Linked DNA regions of Hordeum vulgare: region 2 is linked to region 1. Evidence: chromatin contacts called from public Hi-C data. All regions are on one chromosome and are shown on one strand. Each heading gives the region's core, a stretch centred on a gene start, on an enhancer-like site or on the middle of the called end of the contact. The rest is flanking DNA. Distances are from core to core; before and after follow the strand shown. Region 1 holds the start of LOC123442710 (asparagine synthetase [glutamine-hydrolyzing]-like). Region 2 holds the start of LOC123442711 (short-chain dehydrogenase TIC 32 B, chloroplastic-like).

What was found. Hi-C and Micro-C count contacts between places; a contact is called where the count stands out from the background.
Region 2: a Hi-C map of leaf shows a contact between it and region 1, with 2.0 times the contacts expected there. The contact joins the promoter of LOC123442711 here to the promoter of LOC123442710 in region 1. A contact is called at or near these places in 2 of 6 Hi-C or Micro-C datasets (leaf and seedling).

What each region holds. Positions count from the first base shown.
Region 1 is chr3H:25,498,104-25,502,951 of MorexV3_pseudomolecules_assembly, reverse strand. LOC123442710 (asparagine synthetase [glutamine-hydrolyzing]-like) reads right to left here and starts at 2,152. Exons shown (of 11, transcript XM_045118829.1): 1 at 1,638-2,152. The coding sequence starts at 1,952.
Region 2 is chr3H:25,810,905-25,815,282 of MorexV3_pseudomolecules_assembly, reverse strand. It overlaps LOC123442711 (short-chain dehydrogenase TIC 32 B, chloroplastic-like), which reads right to left and starts at 2,301. Exons shown (of 9, transcript XM_045118830.1): 1 at 1,985-2,301; 2 at 1,770-1,912. The coding sequence starts at 1,887.

The DNA of each region.
Region 1 (4,848 bases), core at 903-3,402:
AAAAAAAAACCGCTAGCATCGGCACACGCTCGCTGATTCGAGCCATGCACGCCTAGACGAAGTGCAGCCCATAGTGTGGGCCTTCGGCCACAAACTCATCAGGGCTTAGCCTCCAGCACCCAGACACAAACCGAGACCACATATAAAACAAGAGTCGAAGACGCAGACCACAACCTAGGACGTGTCTCAATTGGGTTTGTTTAAGCTAATACATACATGGTCTAGTGTTCTACACCCATGTCAATTTTCACAAAGAAATCACACCCGTGGTAGGGGTGGACCAAAAGCTCGTACCTCACGAGCTTAATGAATGCTCAGTGGCTCAGTTCATTAAACTCATAGCTAATCATTACTAGTTTCAACTTGTTAAACTTAATGAGTTTAATGAGGAGATTAAATTTAATGAGCTTAACAAGTTCCACGAGCAGCTCATTAATACAAGACAACCCATATTCTTATGTTAAGTGGCCACATTTCATGGCACATCAATCCATCAATTCCATCTAATCGACCCAACTCAACCCATCGAAGACAAGAACTAGCGTATTTCATCATGTGGTGATCATCTTCCTGCATTAGAAGTACACTGTGAATACATCGTAACTGGAGCAAAAGGGTTTATTCATTTGAAGTACTTTCGAGCTTAATGTGCTTCAAACGAACATAGTCAATCATAGTTTTCTTGTTAAGGTTAACGAGTTTAATGAGCCGAGCATTTTCAAACCATTTAGGTCAACTACTTTTTTTCTTTGTCGCCCTGTACAAAATGGATGCCATTTTTTCATGAAAATCAAGTGGATAGAACACTCGAACATATTTGTTCAACCAGATTTAGAAATATTTAATTTTCTGTGAAATTTTTCTAAATCTTACTGATTATTTGGGTACATGTGTAACCATGTCCACCGATGTATGTTCGAGGAGATCTTCTTTTTTATAAATCTTTGATTCGACAGATGAGGACATATAGAGATACAATGATCTACTTAACTTTAATACCGCTGATTAATATACCAAGCCACAAATATGGACATATAGATATTACACCTTCGCTTCCGTAGAACACCCCCCCCCCCCCCCCCCCTCACAAAAAGTAGAAGGGAACATATATCCACCTCGTATTGTGAACTATAGACCGCCGTACGTATCTTACATTGTATCCACCTCGTATTGTATATGTATAACATCTTGTAGTGTACAATACGAGATGGGTATATGTTGTTCCTTCTACGTTTTGTGGAGGGGGTCTACCGAAGCACACCTCGAGAGATTATCTGGAGTATATTTGTCTTGTCTTCTACCCTCTTCTTTTCTAAATACTCCCTCCGGAGGTAGTATATCTCTTTTTAGAAATTTTACTATGGATTACATATGAATTACTATACCCTAAAATACTCGTATGTAATTAATACTGAAATTACTAAAATTTATATACATTTAGAAAAGGGAGTATGTTTATATATATTTATATACATTCGTTATTCATACTGAAATTACTAAAAGGGAACAGAGGGAGTAGAATTTACGGATTCACCATACTTAGTGTTTAACAAACATGTTCTAAATTTGTGGATTGTAATTCTGTGGTTTAATATATCAAGCAGGAGAAGAATGCTGGTGTGTGGTGGGTGACTGACCAGATGGGCGATGACCTCGCAGTCACTTCCGGTCCGGAACCTGTGGCCGGGGAGCCGTTCCCGGAGCTCCTCATGGTTGTAGATCTCCCCGTTGACGGCAACAGCAACGGACTTGTCCTCGTTGTAGAGCGGCTGGTCGCCGGAGGCCGGGTCGATGATGGCGAGGCGCTGGTGGCAGAGGTAGTTGTCGGCGACCTGGTGCAGGCCGCTCCAGTCCGGGCCGCGGTGCTTGAGCCTGCGCGAGAGCTCGAGCACATGCACCCTCTTCCCCTGCGACTCATCGCCGCACCCCAGCACCGCCAGTATGCCGCACATGATATGCTCAGACTGCTATGCTTTCCTCTGCTTCGCTGGATATCGTCGTCGTCGATCGTTGTCTACAGCCAACACCGAGGTACGTAGTCGATCTGAATTGTGCATGAAGCTGTGCAGCAAAGGCTTGGCTCTACTTGTAGGTAGATTAGATAGATAGATGCCTCATGCCTGGCCGGAGATGGCGTGCTACACGTCGTACATGCACGGCCTCGTCGGATTTTCTTGTGGCCACCGCACCACATCAGGCCATGGCTTCGTTTGTCCACTTCTACCATCATCCGTCGGCACCTTGCTTGCATGCGTGCGTTTCTTCCTGTTACATGTCCATGCATGTACTCCACGTGTTTCTCTTCTCGCATCATCCATTAGCAGCTAGCGGTATCGAATCAATCCTCGACGCTTTCTATTTTTAGAAAACAGCCTCCGGTTTTAAATTAGGTAGATAACGACCCGCTCGTTGTTTTGAACTTTTTTAGTAATGAATAAAATGGTGTGTGAGAATAGCACCGCACCTTTTTCAGCCTAGAAGTGTGAAGTTAGGACGGTGTACTCCTGCCCGGAGTTTCAATCGTAGACTTAACATTGATGTTTGTATTTTCCTACGTTTATTTTACATTTTTTATAAAGATGTATGTTCATTAGAAGGAGATGTTTTTATCGATTATATAAAAAAATAACGTCCATACGTGTGGACGTTTGCAAATCGCCCTAATATATGGATCTGCGTTCGTTTTGTGCTTTACATTAATCTTAGAATTTTTTGGCATTTTTTTGTATCACGTAGGACTGAGCTGGTGTGTGGGGTTTAACCACTTCGCTCACACGCCCACTTCTATCTCAAGAGAAACCTTTTTGATTTCCGGCTTAATTTTTTTTATCTTCTAATTAAAAAATTCAGTTAAAAATTTATTTTCATCATTAAATCCGTTCCGACGAGATCTTCAAAACTAAATTCCATGTTAATATATTTTGATGATTTTTTTTTGCAACAATTGTCATGATGTTACACTGTAGTTACCGTAGTGTTTACATTACAATTGCCATGTCATATTGTATCTATTTGTTTTCTAGATTTAAAGCTATGTTATATTTTCAACTATTTTTACGGTGATTTTTAGTAATTAACTACAATAAATTTATTGCATGGCTCATGACAATTTTTACTAATCCATCACGGTAAATTTAGTTTGTAGATCATGGCATTTTTGAATTTTGACCATGCTCGATGAATATTTTTTGACCAAAAATTGTCATGATGTTTACACTGTAGTTGTCATAGTGTTTACTAAAGTTACAATGACATGTTTTATCTATTTTTTTTCTAGATTTAGAGCTACCGCTACAATTTTTTAACTACTTTTTACGGCAATTTTTATTAATTAATCATTTTGATTTTAGTTTATGATTCATGGCAAGTTTAGTTTTTTAATTCTCTGTTTTATAATAGGTTAAAATTTAATTTTAAATGTAGAAAAAAATAGCTGAAACATATCATGGCAACTACAGTGCATGGCAACTGTTGTCCGATTTTTTTCCATCGAAACATATTAATATGAGATCTAGTTTCGAAAATCCCATTGCGATGGATTTAATGATAAAAACGGATCTTCAATCAGATTTTTTTATTTAGAAGATAGAATATTTTAAAAATTAAAACTTCAAAAAGATATCCACATGCATGCATGCAGTGTGGGCGTTAACTGTTTTGTCCACACATAGACGTGTGGGCTGTTTTCCTTACATACCACACAGAACATGTGAGCAACACCCTTAACACCCACACGTGTGGACGTTATCATGGCCCTTATAATAACGTGTGTGATGACTTTATTAATCTTAAGATAATGTGTCGGCTTAATTTTTAAAAGATGTTTATAAAGGTATGATGTGTCTGTATGCGTTTATAAAAATAAATGTATGTGAGTATATATAACCACATGCGTCAGTACTGTGCTGAAAAATAAATGAAGGATGAAGACATGTTATATTGTCTTATGACATTAAATTTCAATTATTTATTGTTGGTGTGGGGTGGGGTGGGGGGGGGAGACTATACCTGTTGCTGAAACACGACCTGCAAATGGCTCTCGCGACTGTAGTCGTCACCGCGTGAGCGCGCGGCCGCGGCGGCCGGATCTCTCTGCTCCGGCCACCCCCTCGTCTGCCGCTCCCAGATCCGGCCTCCACGTCGTCTGATCTCCCCTTCCCTCCTACTAGGAACCGGGTGTGGGAGCTGCGTCCTGGCGACCACGCATCGTCCCTTCCGTCTACATCGGCAGCTGCCCGTCCGCCAACCCAGCGCTGCTTCGCGCCCCGGCGGGCATGCTGTCGCCGCCTCCAGCTGAGATGTCTGCTGGCTGCGCACGGTGCGTCGTCCTGCAACCAGCCCTGTCCGCTGCTCGATCCCATCTGGATCGGGCCCCGGGGCCGCAGTCGGCGCTGAGCCGCTCTGTCCAAGCTGCTGGCGGGGTGTTAGGAATAAGTCGTGACAGAGCACGGTGCGATCGACGTCGACCGGTGTTGGTGCGTCTGGTTGGGTCCGTAGGCTGGGTCATGGTCGTGTATGTATGTGTGTAGCGTGTGTGTCCTCGTGGTGGTAGTAGTAGGCCTATAGCAGCGGATGTGAAGTTGCATGTGTTGTTAGTCTTTTAGTATGTGTAGCCTAGATGCCTCGATGTTTGACCGGGTCTTATGAAGGAGCGAGTGGCTGACAAAGAAGTAGGTTGAGTCATGCGAATCATGTGAGGGAAGCCCGGCGTGGAGTTTACGCGTGCGTGTGCGTAAGTCGCTGGAGTGGGTTGCTCAGGCGTTGGGTTGGCTGGGCTATAAGACTTTCATGTAATCAGTTGTGTTTCATTTGAACCGGTGTGGAGAAATACAAAGAAAAGGTTGAGGC
Region 2 (4,378 bases), core at 1,052-3,551, 310 kb before region 1:
GTCTCTATGTCCTGAACTTAGTATTGTTGCAAAAAACTTCTAGAAAAAGTTGTTGTAAAGACAAGACCAGAAAAGCTCCCATCAATATAACCAGGCCCAATGAATGTGAAAACTGTAGCCTCTTACAGATGTTGATAATTTTGACTTCAAGTAAATATCGGAGCTTCAAAATCGCAGTGCAATGGAAATGATAAACAAGATTTTCATCTAACTTAAAGGACCTTGTCACTGCAGCATATAATAACTGCTGCGGTAGTCTAATGACCAACCAGGATTTTTTTTTTTTACAGTTTTTGATAACTTTGACTTTTCAAGTAAACATTGGAGCTTCAGAATCGATGAAAAGGATAGAAGAAGATTGTCAGTCATCTAACTGAAACTGAAAGGATCTTGTCACTGCATCATATAATCACTCTTGCTGTAGTCTTCTAACAACCAACTAGCAAAAGGGACAAAAATGACAGTTTCTGCTAATTTCTACCAGCGGAGTACTTTTCAAGTAAACATCGGAGCTTCAAAACCGTAGTGTACTAAAAAGGATAGAAGAAGATTGCCATCTAACTGAAAGGACCTTGTCACTCTTGCAATAAATAGAGCACATAAAAGATGGATAAAAATAACAAAAATACTATGTTCCTTCCAAATCCCTATTCGTAAATTTGGTCACGTCATGATACTGACAAGCAGGGTGGGAGGTGCAGAAATTGTCTGCACTACTACTTAAGAGTTAAGACAAGTGAAAGCTTGGATCCATGGTGTGGTTTACCATGAAAACAAAACATTCATCTCAACAAGGGCAGCTAGGGATATTTGATTGGTTCTAGTCAAGAGGAGAAGTGGCAGATAACACCAACCAATTCAGGATCCATTGAAGGCCACACAAAACAGTCCCCAAAGAGACAGGGCCCAGAAATCCAGGCTCCATGCATACTCTCCTTCTCCGCATAAAAGGGAGATTTTTTTGGAGAAATATAGTACTCCCTCCGTCCTAAAATTCTTGTTTTAGCTTTGTCTTGAAATGGATGTATCTAAATACTAATAGATGTCTAGATACGTTTATATCTAGACAAATCAAAGACAAATTTTTTGGGACGGAGGGAGTAATAAACAACGTCCTTGCAATTTTTTGAAGAACAGATCATCACAACCAAGAGATGTACATCACAAAGTAGTGGTGCTTGTGTACGAAAAACAGTTGCGACAACACATGTTCAGAAGTTAGTACTTCAGTACATACACCAAAACAAAAAAAAATCCCGGTCGTAAACCCACTTCCCAACTGCTTGTCTAGGAGCGCAAGAAGAGAGCAGAACAACTCCCTGTAGAAAAAATTCAGAAAGGTTGCAGACAAATCTAACCGACAACATCACAGAGACTATCCGAGCATTGCACGACGAACAAAGCCAGCTAATTTGATTCACTAGTACTACACAGTTAGCAGACCATCGGGGTTTAGGGATCAAAATAGTTTGATGTGAACATTGATAGATAATAATAGTAGCAGCGCTGCTGTTCTTGTGCTGACAGCGACGCATAACAAACAGTCAGATTCAGGGCGCGTGCGCCCCAAACAGGAAAGAGATTGTCACCGCGTATGACTGCCCAAAACGTCCAAAAGGTGGCGCCCCCATCACACAGCCAAGAAGATGAGAGTGGACACGACAGGTGGCACTGCGAACGCCATTGGTGATCTGGCGGCGCAGGAGCTAGCAGAGGGGGAATCCGGCCGGGTCGGGGTGGGGGTGGGGGTGGGACTGGTGGGTGGGTACCTGTGACGATGACGGTGAGGGCGGCGGCGCAGATGCCCTCGGTGACCTGCTCCGCCGTGGAGCCCGACCCGAACCCGCTGGCGCCCGGCTTGCCGGTGATGAGGGACAGGATGCCCATCTGGTTCTTGCGTCGGCTCCCGAAGCTGCGGAAGAGAATGTGAGTCCCTCGATCAAGGAGAAGAAGAAGAAGCAGACGAATCTTGGCAAGCTCTCACCTTGACGGACTAGTCGATGGCGAGATTGGTTGTGTTGATTGATTGATGCGCGACGGGAAGGAGGGAGGGAGGGAGGGAGGAGGACGGCGTGCGCGAGCGGGCGCAGGGGAGGTCCGTTATTTATGGCCGCGGGGAGCGGTAGCAGCGGTTTGGTTGGGGAGTAGGCGGCCTCTGCCTACCGGCCGGAACGCAAACTCTGGCTGGACTCTGGAGCAGTGAATCCGGCCGGCCCGGGACTCTGCTGGTTTCCTTGCTGGATTGCTTCCCTCCCTGAATTCCTTCTTCTTGCACGGGAAGAATATTTGTGTGTGTGGTCTCTGGTAAGCAGTGGACAAAAAATCGCATCTTCCTTTTCTTTTGGGATGAGACGAGAAAATCGTATCTTTTTTCCTTGATGGTGAAAGAGTCGGAGATCCAGAGGAGGGGAGTCCGGAGTCCACACATGTCGACCAACCATGTAATCAGGGTTTGTGACCTCAAATTCTTTTATGTGTACACAACGATATTTATGCATGTATAGTACAGAAAATATAAAACTTCGAAAGTTCACATCAAGGAGTGTTTGACACACCGACAGAAGAGACCGAAACGCATGATATGTACGTGCGCCTGCTCTTTCAGATGGCGCTCGTCGGGTTCGTTGAGTGCGGAGGATGGAAGGACCCGCGCTACATGTACGGAGGAGGACTTATGGTCTTTCTTGATGACGCCCGCCACTCGCAACCGCTGAAAAGCTAGATGATTCATAAGGATTACACGTCGATGAGGTATCACACACAATGCAGCGGGGTAACTCTGTTTATGCGATGAGTTGATCATGATTTGCTAAAATTGGAAAGGCAGTCCTATATTGTAACTGGATCCAAACAGACGGTTTCCTGATCCCACGCATTCCCCAACTTATAATATCCTAAACCAACCGATGTACTAGGTCTTTGGTTTCTCTTGCAATGCAAACCAGGAAAATTGCTTGGTCGGTGGTGACTTTCTAACTACACGTTTGTCTGCACTTGTTCGTTTCTCTAGTTATTTATAGATGAGAAGAGTTGTGCATAAACAGAGTCATATATATTCTATTGCTCTTGTCTCTGAAACAGGAGTAGGTGAGCAAAAATTAATATGTGATCTTCTCTAACAACAATGAAGACAAAAGCAATACATGATACATTATATGTGATCTTTGTCGGTAAAAAAGTAGTACACTGATACTACATTACCTTTCCCAGTCCAATAATTTCAGAAATGTTCTTCACCTTTTTTTTGCCTCATGACCAAAGTAGTTGTACTATAACTAATAAGTAAAACACGCATACACATGTCCAAAAACCCTCTTAATAATAAGTAAAACACACATAAACATTTCCAAAAGGAGGGCGGCGTGCGCGAGCGGGCGCAGGGGAGGAGGGAGTGGGGTTATTTGTGCACGACCGAGCCGTCAAAATCCGGGACCTTGTGCCAAACTGTCAACTGAGGCCTATCTCCTTGGAAAAAAATAAAACTATAATAGATTTATTTCTAGTTCCGTTCTGAGATTGAGTTAAATAATCTATCTGTTATATTTTCTCTTACGTTTTTGTTAATCTGATTCATATACTCTAGAAAAATTTTGTAGTGGGCATGGCATGGATCTTAAGAGTCTAGACAAATTGATGCATATCAAACAGTCACTGGTAGAAAAAGAGGCTTCTGTTCAGCCCCATAAGTCGCGAAACTGTAGGAACCGCGACTAATGATTTCTTTAGTCGCGGTTCCGCAGACGAACCGCGACCAAAGGCCTGGGCCAGGGCGCTCGGTGGCCAGCTGGTGCACGTGAGGGGCTTTAGTCGCGGTTGGCCAGGCCAACCGCGACTAAAGGTGCCCAAAGGCCTTTAGTCGCGGTTGGCCATGCCAACCGCGACTAAATCTCCTCCCCTATATATACCAGTTCAGCACACTCACTTAGCCATTTGGTGCCACTTCTCTTCACAAGCTTCACAAGGGGGTGTAGGTTTGCTTTTGGTTCCTCTTATGCACACAAGGTGTTTGATGAAATGCCCCAAGAGCGTGAAACAAACATGATATGAAGTGTTGGAGCCACACTTGAGGTTCCTCATTTATTTTTTCCTCCTCGATCGCGGTTAGCAACTTGAACCTTTCATGCATGTGTGTCATTGATAAAATATGCATGTGTGTTGTTCATTGTTTAATTTCTATTGTTTATAGCTAGTTAGTTTAACAAATGCATGATGGTTAATTATATATTTTATATTATAATAATGCAGATGAATCGGCAATGGATGTACGGTAACCGACTCTCCCGCGAGTTCACTACGGGTTTGAAAGATTTCCTCGTAGTGGCTAATGCGAACAAGCAGAAGGGTTTTGTTATCTGTCCATGTGTTGACTGTAAGAATC